2 separate regions of the Danio rerio genome follow, and region 1 is linked to region 2. A link is a contact called in public HiCAR-type data. All regions are on one chromosome and are shown on one strand. Each heading gives the region's core, a stretch centred on a gene start, on an enhancer-like site or on the middle of the called end of the contact. The rest is flanking DNA. Distances are from core to core; before and after follow the strand shown.

Evidence for each region. HiCAR-type assays count read pairs that join an accessible place to other places.
Region 1: a HiCAR-type map of caudal fin shows a contact between it and region 2, with 2.9 times the contacts expected there. The contact joins two enhancer-like sites. A contact is called at or near these places in 3 of 18 Hi-C or Micro-C datasets (caudal fin, skeletal muscle and an unstated tissue) and 1 of 4 datasets of contacts at active chromatin or transcription factors (caudal fin).

The regions. Positions count from the first base shown.
Region 1 is chr2:51,023,248-51,026,695 of GRCz12tu, reverse strand. The region is part of intron 1 of mbnl1 (muscleblind-like splicing regulator 1); the gene reads right to left. It overlaps LOC141378855 (a long non-coding RNA gene), which reads right to left. Exons shown (of 2, transcript XR_012394375.1): 2 at 2,347-3,448. Among named protein-coding and RNA genes, the nearest start is that of mbnl1, 24 kb to the right of the region's middle. Within about 2 kb of position 1,710, at least 46 of the 62 cell types and tissues checked have an H3K27ac peak or open chromatin away from gene starts, as enhancers often do. A contact at or near this core is called in caudal fin and skeletal muscle, where this site is marked.
Region 2 is chr2:50,975,283-50,978,654 of GRCz12tu, reverse strand. No RefSeq gene overlaps it. Among named protein-coding and RNA genes, the nearest start is that of mbnl1, 24 kb to the left of the region's middle. Within about 2 kb of position 1,419, at least 58 of the 62 cell types and tissues checked have an H3K27ac peak or open chromatin away from gene starts, as enhancers often do. A contact at or near this core is called in caudal fin and skeletal muscle, where this site is marked.

The sequences.
Region 1 (3,448 bases), core at 461-2,960, 48 kb before region 2:
GATCTACTGGGACACACAACCATCTCTAAGGTTTACAAAGAATGGTCAGAAAAGGAGAAAATATCTAGTGAGCGGTAGTTCTGTAGGCACAAATGCCTTGTTGATGCCGGAGGCCAAAGGAGAATGGCCAGACTGGTTCGAGCAACAAGCCAGAAAAGCAACACTAACTCAAATAACCACTCGTTACAACCGAGGTATGAAGAGGAGCATCTCTGAACACACAACACATCCAACCTTGAGGCGGATGGGCTACAGCAGCAGAAGCGCACACCGGGTGCCACTCCGGTCAGCCAAGAACAGGAAACTGACGCTACAATTCACACAGGCTCACCAAAATTGGACAATAGAAGATTGGAAAAAACGTTGCCTGGTCTGATGAGTCTCAATTTCTGCTGCGACATTCGGTAGGGTCAAAATTTGGCGTCAACAATATGAACACATGGATACTGCCTTGTATCAGTGGTTCAGGCTGGTGGTGGTGGTGTAATGGTGTGGCACGCTTTGGGCCCATTAGTACCCATTGAGCATCGTTTCAATGCCACAGCCTACCCGAGTATTGTTGCTGACCATGTCCATCCTTTTATGACCACAGTGTACCCATCATTTGATGGCTACTTCCAGCAGGATAATGTCATATAGCACAAATTATTTCAGACCGGTTTCTCAAACATCATGGATGTGCAGCTGACAAATCTGCAGCAACTGCGTGATGCTGTCATGTCAATATGGACCAAAATCTCTACTACGAAGGATTAAGGCAGTTCTGAAGGCAAAAGGAGGTCCAACATGGTACTAGTAAGATATACCTAATAAAGTGGTCGGTGAGTGTATATATACCACAGTTTGAGGGAGAACGATTGCTTACTAATACAGATTATAACCTGCTTTAGAGTGGCTTTATGTTAATAATGACGTTACAGATCTTTTTCATGCACAAACAGCAAAATAAATCAGTAATTAAAGCTGAAAATGTAAAAAAGGGAGTTCTTTAAAGAATATAACAACTGTACAATTACAGTAAGCAAAACATTTAATTAATATAAAATGACTGACTAATCAAAATCAAGCATCCAAGTAAGCTGTATATTCAATAACTGTAATGTCTGTTCATGATCAGAGATTGAGAATATATAACTTATCAACAGATTCGTTTGCATGACAAAAGCATTTAAAACCTGACTCCTCTCTTCTGTCTTTCTTCATTATTCAAAGGCCTTGATAATTGTATTCAGTGTGTGTTCGAGCCGTTTCATAAATACACATCAGAATGAGCCGGGCTTAGATGGAGGGCTCTGTTGCTAGGAAACCACGACCACGACAGACACGACTTTTGAACAAACAGTCTGTGGAGGACCGGTCACATCTGTACCACCAGAGTGTCTGTTTTCAAAGAGACCCACACACACTGCCTCAAAAATGTCTTATTATATGCATTCCAACGATAATATAACGCTTCACACACACAAAATGTACTTATGACACTCTATTATGGCAAAACAGATCATCAAACGTGCCCATGTGATATTTTTTTTCTCCCATAAATGCAGCACATCATGTGTACTGTGTGTGTTTTGGTCACTGCGCTTATGAATAATGCATCTTGCTGGCTCCTCCCTCTCAATGATTTATGCGTTGTGGTTGATGATGTGTTTCCTGTCAGTCAGAGCTTTGATGACTCAGCCTGTTGAGCTCTACAGGAAGTGCAGGGTCCACTCCCAGAGTTCAATAGAAGCTGAGTCACGCAGCGCAAATCTCCCTCTAACAGCTACACACACACACACACACACACTGAAGTAGGTCAGGGCGTTCCTGATAAGCTGTGTATCTGACTTTCAGGGGCCAATTTAGGTTTAAAGTTTTTTAAAAACTCATCCGCATGTCCTCTAGCGCATGACTCCTAGAGTGCTTTGCTGCTGTCAGAAGGACACCTGGCATGTTTTATGTAATGTTTACGCTATTTACCTTACAGAAAATGCATATTCTGAAGGCAAAAACATGTTTTATTTGGTCACACAACAGTAAATTGGCAGTTATATCTACCGATGCACAATATATCTGCAGCCATAATGATATAAATAAATGATCAGATGATTAATTATGGATTATTTCTGCTGATTATGGAAGGCATAAACAAATCAAGTTGTCCACTGTATTTGTTTGCATTTTGGCAATTAATGATTTTTAAAAACCTTAAACTTTCAAAATCATATCAAGATTTGGATTTAACAACCTATATATATACTAGCGAAGGCTATTGCAGTGGTACCAAATCCCCAGGCTGCGGACCCATACCAGTCTGTAGATCAATTGGTACTGGGCCACAGAAGAAATTATTAATTATTTTCATTTTATTTATTATCTGAGTCTGAACGATCTTTTATTTTGAAAAATTCTCTTGCTTACATCTCGGTCACTTGAGCACCAAAATCGAACCCACAAGCAAAATTGAGCAAGAAACAGAGGTCTTTTGAAAATTTCTTTGCGAAGGGGAATAGGCCCAGTGAAAGACCCATGAACTGCCAAGGAATGGATCCGAAACCCAGTTGTCAACAAAACAGATAAATTTAGCATGTCTGTGCAAGAGGATCAACTGCTGGAGATCAAAAATGATGGCTGCTGTTCACATTTCGCGTCTTTTTCTCGCTCAAGTTCGTTATTTCGAATGGAGGTGCGCACGTAAGCGCGGTGAGACGTGTTTACAACTCCTAGGTGAAAACATCTCACCTTTTCTGAATGCCGTGTCACGTGACAAGAACTGACCAATCAGCTTCATACTTTCCATGCAATATGCCACAGAACACACAAACATTGCAGTGCTTTTTAATTTTCTCTGTAAATAAAACTTGTATCAGAGTTGGAGAAATGTTTTGTCAGCCCGTCACCCTTTGAGAAAATGGTTGACGGTCGCTGTACACCCTAACCCCCACCACCCCCCTCCCCCAGGTTGTTTAAAATTGTCAAGTGGTGACCAGCTGGTCTGGAGGACCACTGGGCTATAGTTCACACCAGACGTTTTTCTCGCACAGATTTGAATGCATTGATCAATGTGGATGCTCAAACAAAACAAGCCCCGCCTTGTAGTAAAGAAGCCAATTATCAACCTCTATAGACTGATGTTTCTCTGGGGGAGGGGCTTAGTCTGAATCCAGCCTGATCTCACGAGGAAACTTAACTAACCTACATTTTGTCAACTTAGTGGCTAATTCATACAAATTCAGTCATATGAAAATGCAAGATTTTTAAAAGGAGGCGTGGCACAAAACCCCACCTCTAAACCCAACCATCGAAGGGGGATGAGCAAATCGTACTAAATTGTATAAAAGAGATCATACGAATTCATACGAATTAGCCACTAAATTAAAAAGATACGAATTGCCGTGGGATAGTGTTGGCTTGATAGAGGTAGTTTCTGCAGCTTAATTGTTATGAAGCCTCTGGGGTCAAAATA
Region 2 (3,372 bases), core at 170-2,669:
TATAATAGCAAACATATGGGATTAAACCAACAGTCAATTTGCATCAACACTATAATCCACAGTTTAAAGCAGAAATCAATTCAGAGCGAGTCTAAACAGAATCAGATGCGAATTGCATCAAACTAAAGTGAAGCGTGCTTCCTTATAAAGCCTCCATGTGCTTGTTTTCTCAACACTTTCACTTTCTCAACTCCAGCGCGCCGTCGACAAAACCCAAAGAGTTGTCGCCAGCCCACCCCGACAGATCATTAGTTTATTTTCCATCCTCCCCCAAAGCCAAACAACAAATACATCTTCAAACACTCAAACCAACTGCTTCAATCATATACAAGCAAGACGTGACGACACTCAGTGTTTCTCTGATGTTTCAACACTCTGCAGAGTCAAACAATAACTCACGTTCAAGTGTCCTAAAAGTCACATAACCTGTTATCTGACATGTTTCCCTTCAGCGTAGAAATCGAGCAGACCTGAATCCATATGTTTCTCCCTGCAGTGAGAGCGTGTTCGGCGTTTACTTACATGACTGCACGGAAGAGTGACGCACTCAGACAGAAGTGAAAACCTGCGTCAACATCTCTCTCTCTCTCTCCCCTCTCGTTTGCCTCTCGCAGACAGCTACGCTCTCTCTCACACGCCCCTGTGCAGTCCCAGGGTGCCTGACTGGGTCCTACCGCTCTGAAATCTAGCACAAGCCATATTAGGAAACAGCAGTTAAACATGTCACACGTAATTTACATGTGGGGGGAGGCTCTTAGGGCTGAGCATATGCAAAGAGAGTGAGAGAGAGAGAGAGGGGGGAAGAAAAAAACCCTACACGCGCTGGTACGCGCATAAAACAAACAGAAGGGAAGTGAGACTTGAAGGGAGGGGGGTGGGGGGGGTTAAAAAAAAACGATAAGTCTCTCTGGTTGAACTGTTAACCAATCGCACGGTTGCCACTGTCTAAACAAGTAGCCGGTCTCCAACGGGTGGGGGAGTACCTGCGCGAGGGCCGTTTCCTGCCAAAAATGCACGGATGCAACTTTCCCCCCCCTCCGAACGCCACTGAGATTTGTTTGCAATCTATAAAGTCAGCCCACACACATTGAATGAACAACCAATGCACAAAACGAAGTGGTGCAGTGCTGTTAGAACTGCACAAGAGAGAGACACAGACAGACAGAGAGAGCGAGACAGACAAGAAAAGCAGTTCTTACCTCTCACATCATGGTTACTACTGAGTGCGCGTATATATGTGTGTGTGTGTGTGTGAGAGAGATCAGACGCAGGCGTCAGGCCTCGACAGCAGAGCCTCAGGCACCGGGTGGACCATTCTCAGAGAGGAGGAGAAAGAGAGAGAGAGGAACAGATAGAGCGCGTGTGGCTGCTGGTTGCGCCACTGTGTGTGTGAGAAACAGCAGCACTGCGCAGAGCACTGAACTCAAGCGCCAATCACGCTCTTTGGACCTGCCCACCAACACAACCAGGAAGTGCTGTGGCTGCTGCTAATGCTTTGAGTTCCTCACCGAAAAAAAAAAAGAAAGAAAGAGAAGAAAACGAGAAGGGGAGGGGACAAAAGGAAGGAAAGGGAGGTAAAGAAAAGAAAACGAGTGCGCTTTTGAGATTACATCGTGCTTTCCCTGGAGTCTGTCTGCGCTCGGCTTGCAGACTGCAGTGGGACACACTCACACACACACACACACGCAGCTGCACACCTGGTGCATTGTGCGGCAGTGTTATCTGCTGCTGGAAAAGGCTGGATTTGCTCTTAATTCCACTCTGAATCATCACTATCTGGGTTACGGCCATTTCTGGAGGGAAATATATCATTGGGGAACTCTGAATGATGCATTTTTGCATTGAAGAAAAGTGTGATTTACTTGCACTCTGAGCTATTTAACAAATGACACAAAGAATAAGTGGGTTGCATTCATTTAGTTCATTGATGTTAAAGGGATAGTTGATCCAAAAATGAAAATGTACTCACCTTCAAGTGGTTCTAAACCTTTATTAGGAGAAGACAAAACTTGTGAACATAAAAGAAGATATTTTGAAGAAACACTTTAATAGTAGGACAAATTCAATGGAAGTCAACAGGTTTTCAACATTCTTCAAACTATCTTCTTTTATGTTTAACCAAAAAAAATTAAGTCAAACAAGTGAAGGGTGAGTAAATTATGTCAGAATTTTTGGTTTTGGGTGAACTAACCCTTTAAAGTACACATGAAATCAAAACAAACTATATTAGTTGCGTCCCAAATCGCATACTTTTGCACTATTCTATGCCATTTTGTTGTATTAATAGTGTAAGTAGTGCGTTCACACTGAAAACTGTACAAATAATAAGTGCACTTTAATTACCCAGATGATGCACTCATTCAACCGGTAAAATGAAGTGTGTAATGATGGATACTTCATGCACCCAGCGACCGCAGGTTTGTTCACATAGCGGAAGGGGCAGAGTTATCGGGCGCACATGTTGGATAACTTTATGTATTTTGGATTGTGAAGGCAAAACTCTCCTATGAGAGTGATTATAGCACCTCCTGATAGTGAATGCAGTTATACTCATGGCAGGTATTATTGGGTTGTTTGGTCATTAATTTCACTATTTTGGCGACCGTCAAACATCATCAGGGAAACGGATTGAATTTCTGCTTAGTAAAAAACATTAGTGTTCCATTTGGGACGACACTACATACATATACTATGTTGTTGAGTGTGTAAGTGCATAAGTACAAAGTACATAAGTGCATAATGTGCCATTTGGGATGCAGCTATTGATTTAGTTAGCTCACATTGCTAATTTTGTGTTGAACCGTTCATCTGTGAATATCTTTAAGAAAAAATACAATAGTTTGCCCTTGTAATCTAAATCTGAAAATGCACTTCCTGTTTGTTTTCAGTTAAACTCTCACGTGTCTGAGAAATTGGGCGTGGCTAACATACTTAACCACGCCCCTCCAGCTGTCAGTTTTGATAACAAACAGAGATGGTGAGGAAGAGGAGTCTGTCAGGTTGTAATAACTCTCCCCAAACTCTTTTCCAGATCTTTCTGAATGTAATGCCTACTTTACTACATCCAATCAGCTCAATGAAGAAAAAACAAGCCACGCCCACTGTTTTCTCAATTAATATTCAGTTTCTCTAGAAACTGCGTCACAATACAAAATAAAAATAAACAGTTGCAGCTTCCGGTTCATGTGGACTTTAATGCTAACAACCTTCCACAAGGCCAGGAATTTGAAGTCCCTTTAAACTGCGCAATATTTTCCTGAAAGGTTGTGAGGTGTTGAAACTGGGACTTTAAGGGCTCTATCATATGTCCGGTGCAATAAGACGCAAGATGTGTTTGGACGATTTGTTTCTATTTTCAGACCAGCACAACTC